Regions from separate parts of the Sus scrofa genome. Here region 2 is linked to region 1. Evidence: chromatin contacts called from public HiChIP or PLAC-seq data. All regions are on one chromosome and are shown on one strand. The core of a region is the stretch at or near the end of the contact, and the rest is flanking DNA. Distances in the headings are between cores, read along the strand shown. Region 1 has its middle 230 kb from the start of RBMS1. Region 2 has its middle 200 kb from the start of TANK.

Region 1 (3,635 bases), core at 1,061-3,560:
AACAATGAATGCCATCGTGTCCCCAGTGTCTCCTTTCTTTAACCATAAACTTTGATGTAATGTGGAACGATGGGTTGTCTGAAACCAAATAGAGTTATTGTAAGCAGAAAACATTGCAACCCAGTATTTAACGACAATCCATACTGATGTTCTACCAAAAGGAAAAATAATGGAAAATAAGGAAGGATTGTATTATATAACCCCAATATTTTATTTTTTCTCTATTTAAGAAGTGGTGTCTTATAAGCTCTTTCATTTTATTGGTTTTGTTCTACAGCTGAGTGAAAGGGAATCCGTTAAAACATATTGGCATATGTAATATTTATTACCTGTGTGATTATGTGTCAGAAGGAGATGATGGCTTTTACAGAAGGGGCATGGTGACAGTGAAGGAGAATGCCCTAATCCTCTTTACAAGTATATTTTTGGTCCATAAAATGCTGTATATATTTTTGCTAATGTAAAGCAACATGAAACATTCCTTGTTTTCAATCATTTCAGAACACTCCTTTTTCCCATTTATCTTGTGTTTTGAAGCTCTTTTTGTGGACAATCTTTATTATTACTTTATTATCTTTGTTAAGTCCTTTGACCTTTTTGCCAGCATGCTCATGCCGGATTAAATGCTTCTTGCTGCCCTTACAAAAAGACATTTCAATTGACAGTATTTTTAATTTGTTAAATTTGGATTGCACTCTAATTTATTTCCTATATATCTTCATCTATCAGTGTAATCACTAACAAGAAGTAAGGAAGTCTAAAAGTATCTTTCTGATTAGTGCTGGAGTTGATTCTGCCTATACAACACATGTTTCTAAATCCTTAACTTTCAATTTAAGATATTTTTCTCTTCAAGTTGCTTTCACTTGGTAGGCTGGTGGTGGTCAGAAGATGAGAGAAAGCCAACTAAAATTTAAAAAAGCAAAGATAACTGAAGAAAGAAAATACAATGTATCTTTTAGTTATCTGGAAAAACAAGATCAAAAACTGAAAACATCATTTGTCTTTTTTGTTTGTTTTAAAAATTTGGTGTAGCACCCAAAGTCTAGCACTATTTTTGATACGACAGTATTACAATGCATGTAGAATGCACTTAGCTCAGAAGCACTTCTAATACAATAGATCCCAAATGCTTTCTTTTAAAATTCAGGCCAGGTTTTCTGAAATGGAAATGCACATGCAACTCATTTGTAGCATTGAACATACATCTTACAGTACATTCTGGCATTAAATTGAAACCTGAACGATGAGAAGTCATTTGTGTGGGCAGGAAGCCAAATCGTTCCTGGAGTTCTACACGCAGGCAATAATTTACAGCGACAGGTAGAAAACATGTTATGTGCTCTTGGTACAATGATGCTGAAGAGCTTGGCAATGACTCATAACTCAGCTATCATTTAAAATGCTCAAAAATATGGGAAAATGAATGGAAATTTGCTCTTGTTTAAATTCAAAGGCAAAGAAGTCTTTGGGATCTGACAAAGTGAATCATGGAACAGAATTCAAAGTGGTAGATAGATAGATAGATAGATAGATAGATAGATAGATAGATAGAGAGAGAGAGAGAGAGAGAGATAGATAGATAGATAGATAGATAGATAACACAATGTTTTGAGCTTCACGTCTTTCTTATCTCTATTACCATGAGAGATCTGAAAGAAGAATTAATGACATCTGTTTTTTCTATTCATTTTCTCATTGATTTAAGATAAATCAAATGACTTTTTACCCTTTTCAGTGTTTATCACTCTGGTTGGCTCCACTAGTTTCCATTATCTCCTCCTTATTTCCCATGGAATGGTCAATTATGAACAGAAGGAGTACAAGCCACGTCCCTTGAAATTAGTTAGACCTATGTTTTCTGAGCCAGCCGGTGGGAGCAAGACAGACAGATTGAATAAAGGAACAACCTCAGCCTATGTCTCTCCCTCTGCCAGAACAGTCAGAATTCCAAAGGCAATCCCCACACCAGGATCACTGTAGATTTATGGTGAATGCCACTTTCCCAGGGCCAAACTACTGGATTTTCCTGTATAAGCTTTAATCATCGATGTTCTTTTTTCTTGAACCCTGCTCAGAAAATCTCTATCCAGGTAATCATTTTTTGAAGAAAAAAGGATTTCATCCCTTGTTCTCATTAACCAACGGGAACTGAGCAAGAGGAGGCACTGGGCACGTCTAGAATGGCTGTGTCAAACAGTGGCTTCAAATCTGACAGCTGTTTCCCATCTAGGCACATTGCTAGGGTGCTGCCACTATTCCCAAGTAACTCCTGCACACGTCAAACAGTCATCCTGCTGTGGTTTGGGTTCCAGTGTGCACTGCAAAGTGAAATCAGGCACATTCCATCTTGTTGACACAACGTGCCTCAGCTGCTGGCGTGGAGAGCTGTTTCTTCCTGAAGCTGGGTTCAGAAATGTCTGAAGTTCAGGGACAGAGGATCTGGTCATTATTTTTTTGGCAGTGCTCACATCAGCTCTCATGCGATGGGAGGAAAATTTAAATCTACAATTCTGAAGAGTCTCAAGCAACAACATTACAAGTTTCAACAGGTGGTACTGTTCAAATATGCACACAAAGTGCATCCTTTGTCATTAAAACCTAACCTGTAATCTCTCTGGAGTAAAACAGGGTATTGTTTTTAAAATCCTGGCGTGGATCAGACACTAGGACAGACAAAGAGGGCTTTTGTCTGGTCAGGTATGGGAGGGTCGTTGAATAAATTTGATAAACAGTGACTTGTGAATAAGTAAAAACATGAACCACAGATGTTACTCAGCTTTCATTGCCGGTTGGGTTTAACTGTCCTCTACAAGGTGTCAGTGAACGTGAAGATGGAAAAGAAAAAATTATTTTCATCATCTGAAGAGCATGAAAATCACAGAACCACATTTCTGCTTCACAGTTCTTCCAGTGCCCAGACTGTTTCTAGGTACAGAGCAAGCTCTTGGATATTCAGTGAGGGAATTAATGAAGCACAGAGTGACTCCTTCGGTACCAGATTCATATCTCTTAGATACTGAGTACTTTAGTAACATGCTTTAATTTTATGAAAATTATGCATGCCCTTAGTTCATTCACAAATGTTTACAGTATACCAGGAAATAATATCCAGTGACCTCCTTGACTTTATCTACCAAAAGAAGTATTTCATATTGTGTCAGAAACTGATCTCAAAAGCCAGAACTCCATTTATTATTGTCTATTTTATGTTGCCAAGTAGGTAAAAAGTGAGATTGATGCCATTTACAACAGTGTTTTCAGTATATTTACTTTAAAATGCTATCGAAACTTTGTTTTTGCACTAACATAATAATATATTCCTCTTCCATTCTTTCTTTCTCTAATTCTATAATTTCAGTTTATGTTTTTCTCACTTTTCTGTTAACAGTCATTTTACTCATATTATTGATACATTTCCAGGAAATATTAAAAAAAAATTGTTGTTACACAGTAAGACAATTAAGGCAGTAGTCACCTCCTACTTTTCAGATTGGTATTCCTTGCTAATTCACTTTGTAAGATCACTCCACCTTCACTTTCCAGAGAACTAAATCAATTAGCTTGATTTGAAACCTACATAGTAACAAAACTCATCAACTGGGAATGTAAGGGGAAGGAAGTGGAGAAAAGGC
Region 2 (3,739 bases), core at 626-3,125, 130 kb before region 1:
CGTATGCTCTCTGAACAAAAGTGGAACATTCTAAAATCTGGTGTTGCATGTATAAAAATTGCCTTTACAATAATTCTTCTATTCAACAAATATTTATTGAGAGCCAAGTGTAACAGTTTTCCAGCTCTTGGGGAAATGGCAGCGAGTAAGGGAAATGATGTCTGCCTGCATGGAGCTTAGAATTTTAGGGTGTGTGTGGGTGGGGAGGGAGGGAGACCAACAGACAACAAATAATATTGTCTATAAGGCTATGATGAGTGTTATGGAAAAAAAGCAGAGCAGGAAGTTGGCAAGTTCCAAAAAGATGTGTGTGGCTCGCAAGGAGGAAGTTCAGACTGAAATATGAAAATAAAGGAAGACCCTACTGTCAGGGTGACTTTCAAGCAAAGATCTAAGGGAGTGAGCCTGGGGGTGACTGGTGGAAAAACATCCTACTGGGAAGGGCTGCCAGACCTCAAGGCTGGAGCTGCTTGGTTTGCTTGAGGAACAGTGAAGCGTTCCACATGGCCAGAATGGCAAGAGTGAGGTAGGGGATAAGTTAGGAGAGAAAAGATGGCCAGATCACAAAGATACAAGTATTCCAGAGGAAGAAATGACCAGTTGGCATAATTATTGGGGACAGGGACCACATTCATGAACAAAACAGAAGAAAAACTACTGCTCTTGTGCTTGACATTCTAGTGACTGCAGAGAGTGAAACAACCAAAAAAGTGAGTTGTACAATATGCTAGAAGGTGATCAATGGGAAAGAAATGGAGCTGGAATGCTGGGGTGGGTGTAGGGGTGCCTAGCCACCTAGAACACTGTTACCTAGAACAATCTTAGACTGTTAACTCCTCAAGACTTGAGCCTACATTGCTGGTTCCTTCATGTGTTATTTCATCATTAACACATCATGGGTATCATATAAAAATCATTAAAATTGATTCTATTAAATAATACTCATTCAAAAAATACGTTTTGATTATGTTCTACATACCAGGGACTGTAATAGGTGAGCAAAAAGAGGCATGATCTGGCTTCGTGGGGTTTATAGTTTGGCGGTGGGGAAAACGTTGATCAAATAATCACATAAATACAGGTAACATTATAATATTGCAAAATAGTGATGATGCTATAAATCAGAAATATTTGATTTGAGGAAAGCATAAATGTGGAGATGAGTGACAACACATTCCTCTGCTTCAATATTTTAGTAGTAATATTGGCTTCCCCATGCTGGTTATAGGAGCTCAAAATAGTGCAAATTCTTTTCATCCTGCTTAAAATTATGCTGTAAACTACGCTTCTGATAGCCTCTTCAGTGGCATCTTGCAGAATTCACTGAGTTGAAATCTATCTAAACAGTAAGAACTTCTTGCCAGTGTTGTTTACCATATAGGAAAAGGGAGGTTCTAAACTGACACTGGGTAAGCTTGACTCATGATCAGGAAAAGGCCACAGTACAGTGGGTATTTTTTAGGGTATGGCTTTTAATAGATTCTGGAATGGAAGTAAGATGCTAGATGCTAGTCAGCATTCTATTCTTTGTATGAAGCCAGCAAGTCTGACTCCAAGCCGATAACTCACTTTAGATAAACCTATTTTCAGCTTTGTTTGAAGGATGTGACTCTTGGTCATTCTTTACCGGCCATTACCTTAGATGACTAGAGATATGGTCCAACAATTGAACCAGAAATATATTCCTTCACTAGCAGCAGTGACGTATTTTTCTGCATTATGCCTGTCCTTGGCAAAGGGTGCTTCAGCTGCTCCCTTTGCTGTCAATTTGATAAACGGATAGGCTTCCTTCCCAGCAGGGCTGGTGTGGCTCCAGGTTGCAGCTCTGCCCACTTCAGCAGTCTGCAGGCCATTGTTCCTGCCTCCTGTGAGCTCACAGGGCCCGTTCCGAGGGCATCGGGGCATTCCAAAAGACGCTCGAGCTGACAGCATCAGGCCAGGACAAGGAGAGAATAAAGTTTTGTTCCGTTCTGTTAAGTGTCTCTGCCAAACTCTACAGAGACATACTGCCAGAAGAAGGAAAGGAAAGTTAATTCTGTCCATTGCTCGGAGCTATTTTGAAAATTTACTGCTGGCACCTTGCAACAGATACATTTGTATATTTTAGCTTCTCCTTCCAAGCAGTTTTTCAAACTTTGTGGTAATTCCTTCAATTACGGGATTTTTAAAAGGGGGAAAAGAGCAAAATAGGTTATCAATAGATTACTGATGAGCACAGTTTTTAATAGTAAAGAGAAAGAAAGGATATGTAAATCAAGAAGAGTAAAGAGAAGTCCTCATGGTGGCACAGTGGTAACAAACCTGACTAGTCCCAGGGTCCAAGAGGATGTGAGTTCAGTCCCTGGCCTTGTTCAGTGGGCTAAGGATCTGGTGTTGCCATGAGCTGTAGTGTAGGCTGTAGACACAGCTCAGATCTGGCGTTGCTGTGGCTTTGGCATAGGCTGGCGTCTACAGCTCTGATTTGACCCCTAGCCTAGGAACATCCATGTGTCGCTGGTATACTTCTTAAAAAAAAAAAAAAAGACTAAAGAAAGATTAAGCAGAGAAAACTGGTCTGTCCAATCATTTCTGCAGAAGTGATCCCATCAGCTTTTGGGAACAGATGCACTATGGATGCATGGTGTTATTCCAGGTACTTCTCTTACATATCTGCTCTTTTGTAACTATTTTAGGCAAAACCATAGCAGTAGTAGTTATATATCATGGACCATATCTTCCACAGTAATTATGTCCTCCATCCATGCTCCTACTGATGCTTCTGCAGGAAAGGTGAGGATTTGGGTCATCACTGTACGAAGGGGAAACTTGGCCTCAAGGAGATCTAGTCCCTGGATCTGGTTTACACAGCTAATGGTGGTAGCAGGGATTTGATCTAGAGCCTGATTACTCAAAGGAGTAAATAAAAAAGTAAGTAAAATTACAATAAAAAATTTCAAACATTTTTAAAGCAAGCAGCTGAGAACTTTTCTTTCTTATTTTTTATTTATTTACTTATTTTTTAAGGGGTGCACCCATGGCCCACGTCATATGGAGGTTCCCCTTATGGGTCGAATCAGAGCTACAGCTGCTGGCCTATGCCACAGCCACAGCAACATCAGATCTGAGCTGCATCTGCCACCTACACCACAGCTTATGGTAACTCCGGATCCTTAATTCACTGAGCGAGGCCAGGGATGGAACCTGCAACCTCATGGTTATGAGTCGGATTCTTTTCTGCTGTGCCACAGCAGGAACTCCCAGCACTTTTCTGTTGTAAAAAGCAGAATTTTTCTTTACAAAAATCAAACATATTGAAAAAGTGAGGTATAAATCTTAAGCTAGATGGAGGAAACACAGATTTCTTTCTATCACTATTTTTTAAACTGTATCTATGTCATTTTTTGACTATGTGCACTCTTTTGCATGTATGTATGTCTCATGATGACAAGAGATAACAGGTAACAGTTAAGGAAGAGAACTAATTGGTTTTAATACTCACCATGTCCCTTGCACTGAGGTGGGCACATGAAATAGATGCTCTTATGTTTTTAATATTAGATATCTTCTACTTTAAGAATGTTTCTTAACTAGTATAAAAGTTAAAGACGCATCATCCTTGTAGCTAGATTGACCTATACATTTCACTGATTTCAATACTGACCACCATGTATTCCATTTCCTTGAGTTATTTTTGCAGTTTCCTCTGGTTAGAGATTTCCTTAGGTGATGTTTTTAGGCATCTCTGCTACTGTGGGACTTT

The links. HiChIP or PLAC-seq counts read pairs in DNA pulled down with a chosen protein or histone mark.
Region 2: a contact with region 1 is called in an H3K27ac HiChIP or PLAC-seq map of skeletal muscle. The contact joins two enhancer-like sites. A contact is called at or near these places in 2 of 47 Hi-C or Micro-C datasets (embryonic fibroblasts and retroperitoneal adipose tissue) and 1 of 2 datasets of contacts at active chromatin or transcription factors (skeletal muscle).

The regions. Positions count from the first base shown.
Region 1 is chr15:67,638,701-67,642,335 of Sscrofa11.1, reverse strand. No RefSeq gene overlaps it. Among named protein-coding and RNA genes, the nearest start is that of RBMS1, 230 kb to the right of the region's middle. Within about 2 kb of position 2,310, at least 14 of the 83 cell types and tissues checked have an H3K27ac peak or open chromatin away from gene starts, as enhancers often do. A contact at or near this core is called in skeletal muscle, where this site is marked.
Region 2 is chr15:67,770,872-67,774,610 of Sscrofa11.1, reverse strand. No RefSeq gene overlaps it. Among named protein-coding and RNA genes, the nearest start is that of TANK, 200 kb to the left of the region's middle. Within about 2 kb of position 1,875, at least 4 of the 83 cell types and tissues checked have an H3K27ac peak or open chromatin away from gene starts, as enhancers often do. A contact at or near this core is called in skeletal muscle, where this site is marked.